2 separate regions of the Mus musculus genome follow, and region 2 is linked to region 1. The links are chromatin contacts, called in public HiChIP or PLAC-seq maps. All regions are on one chromosome and are shown on one strand. Each heading gives the region's core, a stretch centred on a gene start, on an enhancer-like site or on the middle of the called end of the contact. The rest is flanking DNA. Distances are from core to core; before and after follow the strand shown. Region 1 holds the start of Ereg (epiregulin). Region 2 has its middle 38 kb from the start of Gm19619.

What was found. HiChIP or PLAC-seq counts read pairs in DNA pulled down with a chosen protein or histone mark.
Region 2: a contact with region 1 is called in a FOXA1 HiChIP or PLAC-seq map of pancreatic cancer cells. The contact joins the enhancer-like site here to the promoter of Ereg in region 1. A contact is called at or near these places in 7 of 39 promoter capture datasets (the 3T3-L1 cell line, 3T3-L1-derived adipocytes, embryonic stem cells and 3 more), 1 of 15 datasets of contacts at CTCF or cohesin (the NIH/3T3 cell line), 2 of 484 Hi-C or Micro-C datasets (bone marrow-derived macrophages and tail fibroblasts), 1 of 115 datasets of contacts at active chromatin or transcription factors (pancreatic cancer cells) and 3 of 9 other capture datasets (adipose tissue, macrophages and pancreatic islet).

The regions. Positions count from the first base shown.
Region 1 is chr5:91,073,363-91,076,146 of GRCm38.p6, reverse strand. Ereg (epiregulin) reads right to left here and starts at 1,530. Exons shown (of 5, transcript NM_007950.2): 1 at 1,342-1,530. The coding sequence starts at 1,387. Gm19610 (a long non-coding RNA gene) reads left to right here and starts at 1,212. Exons shown (of 3, transcript XR_001784889.2): 1 at 1,212-1,473; 2 at 2,769-2,784.
Region 2 is chr5:91,319,239-91,321,938 of GRCm38.p6, reverse strand. No RefSeq gene overlaps it. Among named protein-coding and RNA genes, the nearest start is that of Gm19619, 38 kb to the right of the region's middle. Within about 2 kb of position 1,423, at least 21 of the 459 cell types and tissues checked have an H3K27ac peak or open chromatin away from gene starts, as enhancers often do. A contact at or near this core is called in the NIH/3T3 cell line, pancreatic cancer cells and tail fibroblasts, where this site is marked.

The sequences.
Region 1 (2,784 bases), core at 281-2,780:
CACTAGGCGGCTAGCAACCCCATTATTCACAGACTCTTGCTATCCCACATTAGCATATCCACTGAGATGCACAGAATAGACAGTTGCATTGTCTGGATACACCTTGTAAGTGGAAAAACAAAGTCACTCCACCACTGTGACCTTTAGGTTCATGCCTAACTTGAGGAAGACTGTCACCGATTGGAGTTTATCCTTTTCAGAGACCTTAAACTAAACACAGTGAAGCCACGTTGCTTAAAATTGCTCTTCTAGCAAGGCATTCTTAGCTCATTTTTGACAGAAACCACAGATCCAGTTTCCACTTGGGTTCTTGCCCTTAAACGTGTAATCTCTAAGTATGCATAGTATGTACTTCATTAGGGTTCCCAACCCCTGTAAGGCGTGTCAAAATAATAATTTAACTGTCGCATCCTGCACAGGAAGCGTCTCAGGGAAATTTGTCTCATTGCAAGTTCAAGAAGAATGTGGGATTGATAACTTTTATTTCCTTATTAAAACGTTCATCTATTGGGAAAGTTTATATATAACTCTTAAATCATCTGGCACTTAAGAAATTAGGGACAATTGGTTAAACAAAATAAAGCAGAGAGAGAGAGAGAGAGAGAGAGAGAGAGAGAGAGAGAGAGAGAGAGAGAGAGAGAGAGAGAGAGAGAGAGAGAAACTTTGCAAATAATGGGATTCCCACATTTGTGCCCCTGCCCACAGAGCTAACTCATTTCAAACAAGAAAACTACCCATAAAACAAACAAAAACCTCTCTAAACTACCCATCTTTAAGCCTGGGAGGCAGGGGCTGCTGGGGAAAGCAGCAGGTGAGAAGTCTGTTGGCAGTTGCTTCCTGGACCTGACCAGGTAGCCTTGGCCCCAGCAGCCCTGCTGGAGCAGGCACATCCCAGAGCCCCCTGGTTGTAAACTGGTCCTTTGCACAAAGGTCTCTAGCAGGCTGAAGCAATCTCTTCCTGCACCACCCTAAGAAAGTAAATCATTATCTATCAGAGATACTGTCCATACCTTTGGGGTTCTAGAACTGCTCAATTTTCAAAAGAAAGTGGGGGCGGGGAGGGGGGGAGAAAACCTTTAAAACTTTTAAAAAGTTTTTTTCAGTAAAATTGATATTAATTCATGCATAACATAAACTAGTCATGAATTTATCGACAAAAAGCAACGTCAACCGACCAAGTCGCACCATCCCGCACTTCCCCAGCCCCGCCAGTGAGAAAGACAGACTCACAGAAGACATCCTCTTAGACTGAGCGCACTTTAACAACTCCATACTTGTCCTATGACAAATGCACCGCGCCTTCCTCCCCCTCTTCTCCTCTTGGGGGCGTCGAGGGCTTACCTAGACAAAGCAGCGTCAAGACCCAAGAGGCAGGGAGCGTCTCCATCCTTCTTTCTCGGTGCAGCTTGCGGAGTGCGCGGCGGCCAGCGGGAGCAAGGTGCCTGTGGCTGAGTTGGAACCGAGCTGATCCAGGTACCAGAGCCCACCAAGTCGCTGTGACTCTGAGCAGCCAGGCAAGTGAGCTGAGCTACTCGGCGCAGCGCAGCGACCTTTATAAGTCTGGGGAGGTGCCTAGGCACGCGAGGACTTACTAGCGGGTTGTCCAGGGTTTCCTAATGCCACCCCCCGGGGGGAGGAGTGGTGGCCAGCGGAGGACTGGCCAGATGTCATCCTCCCTCTCAGGAACACCTGAGAGGAGGGTTTCAGGAATGAATGTCCTTCTAGTGTGGCTACTCCCCAAACTTTTCCATCCTCCTTGTCTTCGGACTCAAGCCCCGAGGAGGTGGGGAGCTTGGACCAGATGGGTTGGTTTGCTCTATGGGGTCATCTGCCGGGTAGTGGGTGGCTTTAGTTGCTGTGGGTGACTGTTGTAGTCAGGGCTGTGTTTCCAGCGCATACTTTTGGAGAGTTGAGTTGCCAACTCAGGCCGGAATAACTCCCTGTTTGGGAACATACTTGAAGCATGTCACTGGCTCCAGAGCTCTCTGCTCCTATTCAAATGCCCGGAAATGCCTTTCACCCTCACGCCTTCCTTCTCAGCCCCTCAGCTTCCAATGTGATTCAGACATTTATCACCTCAAAGTCTAGTAATTATGAAGAAAGCCCTATATTGTTTGTCCGTTCTGTCCTATTTGCTATCTATTGGCAAATTTTTTGAGTTAACAACTCCAAACACTGCCTTAATCCAGCACTCCTTGCTACAACAACTTTCCAGTTCTCTGTGCCTGTCTCAAATGCAAACTTGAATCGGTCCTTATCTGAGCTCGCACTAGTTTGTCAGACAAATTGGCTCACCACCTCACCATTTCTGCTTCTTCGCAGTTTCCTCCCATTGCTGATGGAGTCATACTTGGGGGAAAGGCTGCCTTTTATGAGGAACTAGGCGAATTAGTCTATTTAGCGTGGCTCTCGAGGCCCGGGATGTGTGAGTTCACAGGGATCTTGTCTGGTTTGAGATACCTTTTCCCTTGATTCATAGAATCTAGATTAGGCCCTGCGCTTCTGGTTAAATGACTGTGTATGCTTTGGTTTTTATTTATAAGTCTGGTTTTCATATCTCTACAGACATAGGGGTTTTTCCTCCCTCTGGGTTTTAGTTACATTCCTCTGGAGAGATTAGGAATAGTCAATTTAACACACAAAGAGATTGGGATGGAAAATGGAATCTGAATGATTTTTGCCTAGTACATTTGTTGATTTTCTAGCTCAAAATTAGAAAATGGATTGTTTATAAATTCTTTTTTTCCTGTTATTTTCTCTCCCTTAAGTCAAGGTCTTTGAGTG
Region 2 (2,700 bases), core at 174-2,673, 250 kb before region 1:
GGGAGCTTACATTATCTTAAGTCATTCCACTCAGACAATTGTGGTAGGATAAATGACATTGATTGTGGTTTTGTGATGTATAAAGGAGGCACTTCATTTAGGACATGATAAATCAAGATAAATAGTTACAGATAAATACATAGATGAAAACATTGACAGTCAATAATTTAGTAGACATACGTAAATATGTGATATTTTGTCTTTGCTTAAAAATCATTATTTTCTATATATTTTTCCCTTATTTAATTTTCATTTTATGTACATGGGTATTTTGCATGCTTGTATGTCTATAAATCATATGTGGGCATGGTGCTGTCAGAGGCCAGAAAAGTGTGTTGGACCCTCTGGGACGGGAGTTAGATATGAGACATAAGCTGCCCTTTGGATGCTGGGAATTGAGAAATGCTTTTAGACAGTCACCTCTCTGACCCCTTATAATATTTTACATAGTAATATTTATTAACATTTATTATAGTAAAACTATTCATTAAGTGGGAGAAAGAAATAAGCTTGAGACATTCAATATATTGTATCACCTTATATACTTATCTGGTTTAAGTTTCTTAATCTCTCTGCCCACAGGACAGTTTATTTTTTCTTAGTTTTAATTCATCATTACAATTTGGCTAATATTCTTTTTCTCATAGTATGTGTTTTAATGGCTATGGAACATGTATTCATGTATTGGTTAGAAATTCATTCAAATCCAAATAGAAGTGCTTGTCACAGGAGTGTCACCAGTCAGGATACTGCCTTCTCATTCAATAACAGCGTTGTTACAGTCACTTGGGGATGTCAAAGCAGCTTCTCCTGTCTTTCTGTCCCGCTATTCTTGAATATCAACTTCACTACTGCAAAATAGTTGCCCCAGCTCCTGATATTAATACACTCTTTCTAGAGAGAGGATAAAAGGGTCAATATGAAGGAGAATTCCTAACTAGGTCTGACCCTTAAAAAAACAGTCACATGTCATAGAAGAGTCAAGAGTAAGTTCTTAAGTTCTTAAGCCTCCCTCAGGTGTTTGGCTCCCCTGACCTGGATCCAAGTGGTGTGGGACTCCCTGTTTCTCAGTCTTTATAGAAAAGTTCTAGGATCTCAACCTTCCCAAAGCTGTGACCCTTTAATACAGTTCTTCATGGTGTGCTGAACCCAACCATAACATTGTTCCATTGCTACTTCATAACTTTGATACTGTGACGAATAGTAGTATAATTATCCAAGCTGAAGGATATCTGATTATGTGACCCCTGTGGAAGAGTCATTCAACCCCCATGAGGGTCATGACTCACAGGTTAAGATTAGGAGAAAGACATTGTAAATAGACTTGGATAGAAGAAACAAAATAATTGCGTTCTTCTGTTTCCTTGACAGTCCTTCCACACCGCTGAGCATGCTGGGAAGAGCACACCACAATCTCACTGACTCATTTCCTCCTCTTAAAGTTTAAGACCTCTGCTGCCTTCTTTACTGAGTCTGAATGGAACTCATGTTCTAGGCGCAGCATAAAAGGAGAAAAGAGCTTTCACACAAAATATGGGAGAAGAGCAACCCCAAAGGAGCCCCTAGTCTATAGAAAATATCAAATGTTGCTGGTTAGGAATTACAGAACCTGCTTAACCTGGAAGGTAGAGTAATTTCCAAGTGGTTAAAGCATGAAACCCATGAGGATTGCAGCTATTGGCTTTCCTACACAAACCCAGGAAAGTGCCCTTCCTGGACACTACACATTATTTCAGCCCCTGGAACCAGTTTCAAGACTGATATTGCTTTGTGAGTAATCACAGGTTATTGTCAGCCAAGCCTAGGCTTTTTCCAGCATCACAGCTATTTCAAAACTTAGAATTCTCAACTGCTTTCTCTGGTTAATTTTGTATATGGAATGCCTATGTGTGGCAAAGCTCTATGATCGGCGCATCTTGATCATAGATGTGGGGTGTCCTGCCCAGGGAAAAGTGCTGCCTATCTGGCTTGTCATGGGAAAGCTCGCTGACCCTTGTCCCGAATGACTCATAAGGTTGACTGCCACTCCTGCCCTGTTTGTGGTGTGACTTCCCATGGTGGATCTCTGAGCTCTGCAGCATGTTTGCTGCTCTGGAGATGTTAACGGTAGAATCGTGGGAAGCGCGTTGCTGAGGTGCGCACTGATTCCCAAGCGTTCATACCTCTCAGATGAGCCTGTGCTATGTACACCACAAAGGGTCATGCAAGTGCCTGAAGTCACGAAGAAACTTCTTTAGACTTATAAAATGGGAATTTAATATTTGTTCCAAAAGATGGTATAGTTTTCAAGCAAAAACAATGTGGGTTTTAAATTATCATTGACTGATCATTGAACTTTTCAAAATATCTGTCTTCCTGTATAGAAAACATAGGATAGTAATATACCTGGGGATAGCATGAGCATTCCTTGTATTATACCAAAAACATAGAAAATGTTAAGTGTTTCCAGTAGAAGCACTCACAGAGTTTTACCTGTACTCAGGTTCTCTGAGATGCTCCTCACTACCTGTCTTAATACGCAGACCCAACTATGAGGGATCCTTCTAGTGGATGGCAACTATATTCTCAAAATCTAGACTTGTATCTTGGGAGGGCTGTTGGTAGTGGGTGCATAAGAGGTAAGGGAAACTTATCCAACCATTTGAAGCTTAATTTATGCTCAGAAATGCAAGATATCAAGAAGCACACATAGAATCCACA